3 separate regions of the Mus musculus genome follow, and all the other regions are linked to region 2. A link is a contact called in public promoter capture Hi-C data. All regions are on one chromosome and are shown on one strand. The core of a region is the stretch at or near the end of the contact, and the rest is flanking DNA. Distances in the headings are between cores, read along the strand shown.

Region 1 (3,273 bases), core at 48-2,547, 1.7 Mb after region 2:
GTAGCTAAGGATGACCTTGAACCAGGGACTCCCTCTGCCTCCATCTCTTAGTGCTGGGATTTCAGATGAGCCCCCATCAAAGTCAGTTCATGAAGTGCACGAGGACAGAGCCTTAAGATTTGTGCACACAAAGCAAGCACGATCAACTACACCCCCAGCCTCTATTAAGTTATTTCCATAAATATGATTCTGAATTTTAAAAAAGCCCAAGCATGGATGAGAAGGAATAGAAATGATATGCAGCAAGTGTCTAGGTAGACAAGAAAGATTCAGAGCAGCCCGAGAGACTCAGGATACACGCAGACGGCTAAAGCAGCTCGGTGTGGGATGTGGAGGAGGTTGGACTGGCTGGGAAACTGGCCTAGGAGATGGCCTGGAGGAGAGAAGGCGCTTTGGGGAATGAAGGAGGTGGTAAAGGCAAGGAGCGATCATGGAAGATCGTGAGCGATGTCCAGGTTCCCACTGAGACTTCTGGGAGAAGCTTTGCGAGATGCTGCCGTTTGGACAGTCTTTACCCTTTTGTGCCCATTGTTGGCTGAGTTTTCAAGAAAAGGGAGGGCAGATAGTAGGAGAGCTGGCTTTGGAACAACCGACTGTCCTGGTGCAGGTTCATTTTCCTCACATTGAAAATGAGCCAAATGACCTGTAAGCCTCTGACCTAAAGACAGGAAGGCGCGCACTCTGCTGCCCCCACTGTTGCTCCGGAGCCCACTTCTTTTCCCTTCCCTGGGGCCATACCAACAGGACTCAGGCCCAGGGGGCTTCCTGAGCACACCCTGCTCAAGCAGCTCTTTGGGCGGCACTCTCATGCTCTACACCCAGACGTCTGGGAATATTCCACGAAGAGCCCTAATCTTCAGGACCTGCCAGGCTAGCCGGTGGTAACCTGGCCTCCAAAAACACTCCAGGCAAGGAATGAACGCTGCCTCAGTGTCTTACATCAGGGCATTCCTCTGAGGGTCAGTTCTGCTACAAAAAAAGAAAGGGAGCAGGAGACAGACCAGTGTGCTGAGCAGTGCAGGGCAAGCACTCCACGCTTGTTAACTCGGTCGATTTCCACAATCATACGAGGGAGCAGGTTATTCCCATTTCACAGAGAAATGATACAGAATGTTTCAGTAACTTGATCAAGGTCAAGGGGCGGTGAGTGAGCAACCAAGGTGGAAAACAAATATTTCCACTTGGCACTGGAACATTGGTTGCGGACGTTGATGGCAGCTGTGTGTAGGGAAGGGGTGCGCGCGGGGGGTGGGGTGGGAGGGCGGCACAGTGTTGTTCCAGGAGCATCTGTCCCCACAGGTCTCTGAGCCGATCTCGCGGGCCTGCGGGCTCTGACACCCTCAGATCTGGCTCCACCCTCTGCTGGCCCTTGGCTCAGCCCAGCTCCGTTCCAGCTCGAGGATGCCCAGCTCCCATCTGTGACCCGCGTCCTTCGCCGGGCCCTTCCTTTTCCCATTAAAGCAAGCGTCCTGGGGCGCTTGTCTCCTCGCGGTGGCTGCTGAGCCCTTGCGTTCGTTAGCAGGAGCCTGGTGGGGACGCCTCTGGGGATCGTACAGCGGCCCTAGAGCACCCGGGTGGTGCCTCTCTCTGTGCGCGCCGGGCAGCTACGGGCGACGGGGACGCGCAGAGGAGACGCGGCCGGGGGCCGCCTGGAAGGGCAGCGGCGAGGGGCGCGGCGCCGCCGGAAGCTGAGCCAGGGGACCCCCGGCGCGATGCGGTGAAAGAAGAGCGACCCGGAGGTGGCAATGAGTGCCTCTGCGGCCACGGGGGTTTTTGTGCTGTCCCTCTCAGCCATCCCGGTCACCTACATCTTCAACCACCTGGCGGCCCAGCACGAGTGAGTGAGCGCGCGCGGGGTAGACAAGAGCCCGCAACTTTTCCGCGGGTTTGGGACCGCGGCTTTGGGACTGGGTAGCTTCCAGAAACGCCACGCCCGCAGCATGAGGGAGGCACCAGGGTCACCCGGCCCTAGGTCCTCAAACTGGGCTAGGGCAGTTCAAGGTCTGAGAGCTGGGCGCCTGCTCTTTGCCAGTACTGGGTGGGTAGCTGATATTACCAAGGTCAATACCGAAATGCCCCTGCCTCCGAGGCTCTCAGACACTAGAGGGGTGCAGAGCAACACGGAAGGCACGAACCGCCTTATTTGAAAGGAACGCTTTCCTTGTATGGACTTTCACATACTTACCATTTTATAATTTTAGAAACTGTTGTGAGCGGCTAACAGAAATAACCATGGTTTTCTGAGCCTTTGCTACTAACAGGGTGACCTGGCTTTAGTGTTCTGGTCTGTCTTTGCACCTCAAGGATCTTGTGGGAACTTTGTGCAAGGGCGCTGTGAAAGGGATAGAGGTTCGATGCTGGCCAGGAGCAAAGGTTCAGTGATCAGTTTAATGCTAAGGAACCGACGAATTCTGTAAGGGCTCTGGGTCCCAGTCTTGGCTTTCACTTCTCTAAAGGGATCACTGACTGACGAGCCCCCATGGGCAGCCGAAGGCCTGGGTGGTCAGTGGAAAGGCGCCAGCGGTGGCCCTGCTGAAGTTGATTGTGGGCTGCTGGAGGAGGAAGTAACTGGCTGTGCTTTTCATAGCAGTTGGTGCTAAGGAAATTGCATCAATCTATACCCTGCAGCCCGTGCCAGACCTCCAGACTGCTAGCGGAGTATGCACACAGTCAATGGTTTTCTCTCACTGCTGAGGTCACCTCATCCAGACGGCATGAGTGAGCACTGCGACGCTCCCTTAGACACAGGCTGCCCCTGTGCTTGGCCTTTGGTGCATCTCCTGAAGCAGCAGCTCCGAGCAGTCAGATGTTTTGTGCCTGTCAACAGAGCACAGGGACCTAGGCTCCTAAAGTAATACCATTCATTGAACACCTCTGTGCTTGGAGCCCTCGCTGAACAGGCCATGTCCTTGCTGAGGAGTCATGCATTAAAACAGACACCATCAGATATATAGAGTAGCATGCTATGAAGACAACAGAGCAGGGCATAGGGAAGGGGGTGAGCGTGGTAGGGGAAGGAAGTGGATGTGATGGACAGGCATTTGCAGGAAGAGCAATTTAGGAAGGGCTGCTGCTGGTGGTGAGGATTTGATGACATATTACTGTGTGTTACTGATCAGTGCTGAGCCCTGGTGTGGACTCGTTCCAGCCACACACACATACACACACACACACACACACACACACACACACACACACACCCTCCTGCACGGTTGGACCTGCAGGCTAAATGCCAGCAGCCCATAACGCCTCCCTTATAGCACTTCACTTTCT
Region 2 (3,070 bases), core at 43-2,542:
CTCCTGGCCCCCAGCTTCGGTCAGCTGCTCCCACGGTGAGTTAACGATTACCACTCTAGCCAGAACAAACCCCATAGCCAAACCCACCCCCTCTTCCTCATTCCTCTGGCTAACCCCAAGGGGTTTTGAGCCAGGTCAGGATAGAATTTCCGTGGCAACAGGCATCAAAAGAGGCCACCAAGTGCTCTACATTGTTCCGTGCCTTTTGTAGCAAGGCGCTGAGTAGCAAGGGTATGAAAGATGCCCACATGCCAGGTTGGGCAATCTGTTAGTAATGGAGACTCTAAAACCCTGATTATTTTGTCCGGAGTTGCGCCTTCACGTCTAAGAAGTAAGCTGAAGGCAACGCAGAGATCTCATGGGAACGACTGACTGCAGAAAAATGACAATATGCGTGCAGTGCCAGGTCTCCACAGCTTGTATGCCAGGCAGGACCCACTCACATGCAGCAGCTCGTGGTTGGCCCAGCAAGGGGCCAGGAGAGGGCCCAGACTGAGCGTCCTGCGCAGCGAAGGGTGGGGGAGTGGCAGAGAAACAAAAGCGGGAAAAATGGAAGGACATTCCTCCAGCTGTCGAGTAAAGGTTCCAAAAATAGCTGACGTGGGCCTGTTGGAGAGGAGGGACCAGAGTACGCAGGGATTGGAGAGAAGGGGAAGTGGAGGCCTCTCCTCCTCGCCTTTGTCTGAGCCGGGAGCGCGAGGTGACCCTCCTCTGCCTAGGGCTGCAGCAGGCCGCTCCAGCCCCTCTTGGTCGCTTGTCCCCTCCAAAGGCCCAAGGCAGTCATGATACCCCACCCTGGGTCCAGGTACCTCTGGAAATGCTCCCCCGGAATACCTGGAGAACCCCAGCCCTGATAGGACCCAGCAATCCCGCCCCAGGCCACCAGCTGCCACTATCCCCTGGGTCCCCACCCCTGCGCCTGCAGCGGCCCAGGCGCGCGGGGCGCGGGAGCTCGGTGTAAGGCCACCTCCCGGCCCTTTGTAACCCGCACGCCGCTGTTCCCCGACCGCCGGCGTGTCGCGAGTGGCACTCCAGGGTCCCCCTCCCGGGACGTCGCCACGTCGCAGCGCTGCACGCGAGCCCGCCCCCCGGTGCGACACTCACAGTGGCGCCGCGGCTGCTCCGGCCAGCTGGGGACAGTCAGTGCTGCCGGTGCCCAGGTCCGCGCTGAGCCCGAGGCTCTGCAGAGCGAGCTCACAGCCCGCAGGTAGCCGGCCATCCCGAGCACGCGAGGTCCGAGCACGCCGCTGCACCGGGCTGTGCGGTGGGGACTCTAGGCTGGCCCTGGTGGCTGGGACCCAACCGGGGCGGAGCTGCAGAACCTGCCGCCCCATTGGGTCTCACCCGGGAGAAGGCGGGTCCACGCCAGGGCAGGAGCCTGCTCGACACCCTTGGGCCTGTTCCAGAGCTCAGGCGGCCCCAGTGCTGAGCCCGCGCTTTCTGGGAGCCTCCATATATCCTCAAAGCATCAGGTACCGGGGAGACCCATCGGGCCGCGGGGGCTCACGGCTGCAAGACTCCCCGCTTCCGTTAGAATGTCAGCTGCAGACACGTCGCCTTAGTCCCCTGCGTCCTTTGCGTTTAGCTGACCGACGGACCTGAGGCGCTTTCATCAAGACAATGACAAGCTTTGCCGTCTTGAACCTAGACCATGGCAACTTGGGTCTCCCCCAGGTAGCGTCCAGTTGGGTGGACTAACCAGGATCGAGAGTTGAAATGCCAAGTACGGTGGAGGCAAGAGGATGAGAAGTTAGGCTACATACCAAGTTCTAGACCAGCCTGGGCTATATGAGACGCTGCGGGGCGGGGCGGGGGGGGGGGCGGCTGGAAATCCTCCTTCTGCTCCTGACTAGGCCAAACTCCTAGCCCCAAAGTCCTTCATCATGGCCGACTCTGTCTCTTCTGGACATAAGAGTGCCTGCCAGGAGACTTCTGTGACATTTGTGTGTAAAGGTTTGAGGTATGTTCATCCTTCAATAGTACAACCACTGCCCAAGTTAATTATATTCTATGCTAGTAGTTATGTAGCCCTGAAGGAAAGCCCATGTCTCCTATATCCTAGGCAAAGGTCCATCCACAACCCAGCCCAACAGCTCCTAGTTTACCTGTTTGCGTGGGGAAACAAACAGAAACATACAAGCTAAATCCATCACTGTTCATTTTCTTGAAGTAGGGGTCACTGAAGTCTGGGTTTTGTGTATCAAATATCACAAATCCACCCCAGCTCTCCCAGTCACACCAACTCACTCCAGATGAGAGCAACCTTTCTGCCCTGTGCTCCCAGCTTCCCAACCCAGCTTCACAGTGTTGTCAGGTGGAGCTATGCCAGGAAAGTGGCCTTGAACTGCCAACATCAAAGCTTCCCTCCTGGAGTCTCAATCCATCCGAGTCACAGATTTGGTTCTGGGATCCAGTACAGAGAGTATATGCAAAGGAGAGACATCTGGGTCCCTCCAGGGACTGAGGAAAGGAATAGGAAAGTCTGGCCTGGGGCAGCATGTTCCAGAACAGTCTGAGAGCCCTTCTACGAGATTCCCAGTTCTCTTGTGTAAACACCGGTAAAGACCACAGAGGTTGTTGACTTGGGCTTTCATGCCATCCTGGAAATACCAGACCCCTGGACTCCAGGATCCACACGTGCAAGGTCGGAGAACAGACTTCCTATGCATCTTTCTAGACCAGTTAGAGTATGGATGAAGGTCAGCTACCTGCACTGCCTCTGTGATTGCTGCTGAAGCACAAGGGGCTTCTACATAGCAGACTCCGTCTCAGAGTTCTGCCAAGTCACTACCCAGCCTCAGTGTCTGCGGGCGGACCAAGGCAGAAGTCTTCATGTTTCTAGAACCATCCCAGGCAAACCTTCTAAGTGCAGCATCAGTTAGAACCAGTTGAGACAAGGTCACTTTCTTCTTCCTTTTCTTCCTCTTCTGCTTCTTGTCGCTCTGAGACAGGGTTTCTTCTCTGTAGAATCCTGGTTATCCTGGAACTTGGTATATAGATCAGGCTGGCCTCAAACTCAGAGATCTATCTAATTCTGCCTCCCCAGTGCTGAGATTAAAGGCAAGGGCCA
Region 3 (3,015 bases), core at 4-2,503, 1.7 Mb after region 2:
CTACAAAATACCACATTTTTAAAAAGGAAAAGATACACAGATTCCATCTGATTTGGTATTAAATATTGTACATTTTCTTTCAAATACCTCTATATGAGACTATAGAATGTTTAGATGGAGAAGCTTCTAAACGCAGACATAAAAAATACCATTTACAGTTACAGGATAAGCTTTTAGATAACAAGGCAAAAATAAGATGAAAACGCTGCTTTATCCACATCCAAATCCCACCCAGTGCTCAGACGTACCTGTCACAGCGTTCTGTCTGGAGCCAGGTTTGGCATGAATGGCTATGGTGACAAAACCTTTAGGGTCAGTTGCTACAGGCCCTGCAGCAGGAGGTGCTGTCTCTGGTTCTTTGGTTTGGTTTTTACCCTAAAATGACACACAATTTCACAGGTAACAAAATACTTCAGTTATTTTGAGCCATCACTACCCTCACCTTCACTAAACTGGGCCTACATGCAGAAACTAGCCACCACCGTGCTCCTCCCACATCCCTTCATGATCCAACATACAGAGACAGAGAGGGGGGTGGGGTGGGGCTGTCTCTGTGTAGGTATGTGTTCTACTTAAGATCTCTTGGCTAGCTTAGGACTTGTTCCCACAGTCTACTTTATCGTTTCTATTTCTCAAGAGAAGGGGCATTTATTAGTCATCTTTATAGCCAATGCATCCTAACGCTCAAGAGTGGGTGAGGAGTCCATTGCAGAAAGAACGACGACTGGTATTTAAATGCCATCTAACAACTTAACAGAAAACAACTTCCAGGGCAGTATGCGGACAGCGGGTATGAAGAGGAATAAGGATTCAAACTCCCTGACTTCAAGGGGCTGGGATCACAGCGACAGAAAACAAAGGGATATTAGGGGAGGGAGTGCAGTCTCATTGACAGAAGGAAGCGATCAGCCACCATAGGGAGGCAGAACGCACAGCCTGCCGGGAAGTGTAACCCTCAGAGTGAGAGAGCAAAGACGGTGGTCAGCGGGTGCGCAGTGGAGCCTACTCATCCTTAGGGCGAGCTAATGTGCGACCCAGGAAGTCTCAGACCTGGACCCGAAGGGAGGTCTTCCGCCCTCCAGGCGCTGCGTCTGTTCCCCGCCAGTGTAGCCCCGTGGCCCACCCTCTCCACAACACGAGGCTTGCCACTGGCCTTGCTTGTCGCACCGGCTTTCTTAGGCATTGTGGAACCACACAGGAGTCTAACAGAGGCCAAGCACACCGACCTACAGCAAGCAGCAGCATCCCAACCACGCAGGCGCCAGCGTGGCGGAAGAGTTCTGTGCGCCTGCGCAAGTCATGGGCGGAAGCGGCAGGCGCGTCGGCCGGCACCTAAGAGTGCCACCTCGCCCCGAGATGGCACTGTTTTCCTTCCTTTGCAACCTGCCAGCCTCAGGGTGTGATCCATTGGTGAGCCATCTTTGCCAGCAGAGGGAAAATTGTCACCTATCCTTAGGGTTGGCAAGAGCAGCCAGCCTCGGTGCTCGCCTGCCCAACGCGGCACCATGGCAATTCGCACAGGGCAGTGCGCAAGGAGAGGAGATCCACTGTGGAGTTGAATACAACCGTTCGTGAAACTGAAGCAGAGGCAAATCAATGCAAGTGCTAAAGTTAGGGACTGGCCTTGTCCAATAAGGTTAGAATGTATAGATGGTATATGCCCAGAGGTAGGAAGATCTGCTACCTAAATGGGAGATGGCTTGTTACCATTTTGAGGATCTTTGGGACCTGAATAATCTGAGATGGGGAAAAGATTAACTGAAGATGCCCGAGTCTACGGCTAGCAGTTGTGGCAGTCCGAGGGGGAGTTTTCAGGGTACATTAAGTTTGAAATGATTGGAGACATCCAAGTGGAATAGTTAAGGAGCTACCTGAATACATAACCAAATTATCAGTGACCTGTGCCAGTGAGAGGGGAGTTAAGGAGGAGGACAGAGACTGTGACAAATGTCAAAGGGCGACAGCATTCAGATTCACAAACAGGTGAGACTGGAATGTGAGTGCTGAAAACAGCCACTAAAGGTTGGGATCAGAATGGGATGTCTCATTTTACTCTCCCAGAGACACCCTTTCCACATGACACGTTAAGTGGTGTGTTGTGAGAAAGTGGCTAAAGCCTAAGACTCAGGTGATTCAGGTGTTAAACCACACCACACCTTTTTTGAAATACATTACAAATAGAGGCACAAAGTGGAGCCAAAACTATACTGTAGTAATTTGATGAATTTTGAGGTGAAATCATGATGCCCTAAAAATATTTACATTACGATTCATAACAGTAGCCAAATTAGTTAGGAAGTAGCAACAAAAGTAATGTTACCGTTGGGAGTCATCACAGCATGAGGAACTGTATTAAAAGGTTGCAGCATTAGGAAGGTTGAGAACCACTGCTCTAGAGACTTGACAGTTTTTATCAGGGGAGGAACACGGATTGGTGTATTTCTGATGGTGCCTGGATGGGCAAAGGAGGGGGAAGCAATGTCCTCTAAGGAACCGTCAGCCTTCTCCACAGGTACCTCTAGAGTACCTCATCACCAGCTAGAAAGGACAGGACCCCGCCTCAGGTCAATCTGTCACACAGCCACTTGCCCCAATGGAAAGAACAGGGGTTTGTAATCCAAATGGCAGAAACCCAATGTAAAATTCTTAAGACTTGATCTTAGATTTGACAATGGAGTTAAGGGTTTGTTTGGCATGTAGGAAGGATAAATGCCGTGGTTCTCTCTCTGGCCTTCTGAATGTGAGGACAAAAGCAGAGACAGAAGGCTGAAGAAGGCAGAGCAGACCAAGAGGGCAGTAAGCGCTGTTGATAGTCTCCATTACTGTTCTGTAAACATCTTCCTTTTCAAAGTGTGTGTCCCTAAAACTTCATGTTCACCTAAAATACATTTGAAAGTGCAAATAGTACATCTTAAATTGTTGGCTAGATACTAGATCAGGAGTGTTTTTAAAAAATACTTTTTAAATTATTTAAATTATTGATATCCTATAGTAGGTACAGGTTAGTGAAAATAT

What was found. Promoter capture Hi-C pulls out the DNA fragments that hold promoters and counts their contacts.
Region 1: a contact with region 2 is called in a promoter capture Hi-C map of pre-B cells, with 3 times the contacts expected there. The contact joins the promoter of Tm6sf1 here to the promoter of Idh2 in region 2. A contact is called at or near these places in 2 of 39 promoter capture datasets (the C10 cell line and pre-B cells).
Region 3: a contact with region 2 is called in a promoter capture Hi-C map of liver, with 2.8 times the contacts expected there. The contact joins the promoter of 3110040N11Rik here to the promoter of Idh2 in region 2. A contact is called at or near these places in 2 of 39 promoter capture datasets (cranial neural crest and liver).

The regions. Positions count from the first base shown.
Region 1 is chr7:81,857,704-81,860,976 of GRCm38.p6, forward strand. Tm6sf1 (transmembrane 6 superfamily member 1) reads left to right here and starts at 1,298. Exons shown (of 10, transcript NM_145375.4): 1 at 1,298-1,837. The coding sequence starts at 1,746.
Region 2 is chr7:80,114,058-80,117,127 of GRCm38.p6, forward strand. It overlaps Idh2 (isocitrate dehydrogenase 2 (NADP+), mitochondrial), which reads right to left and starts at 1,293. Exons shown (of 11, transcript NM_173011.2): 1 at 1,105-1,293. The coding sequence starts at 1,219.
Region 3 is chr7:81,788,202-81,791,216 of GRCm38.p6, forward strand. It overlaps 3110040N11Rik (RIKEN cDNA 3110040N11 gene), which reads right to left and starts at 1,254. Exons shown (of 5, transcript NM_026077.4): 1 at 1,154-1,254; 2 at 249-375. The coding sequence starts at 1,183.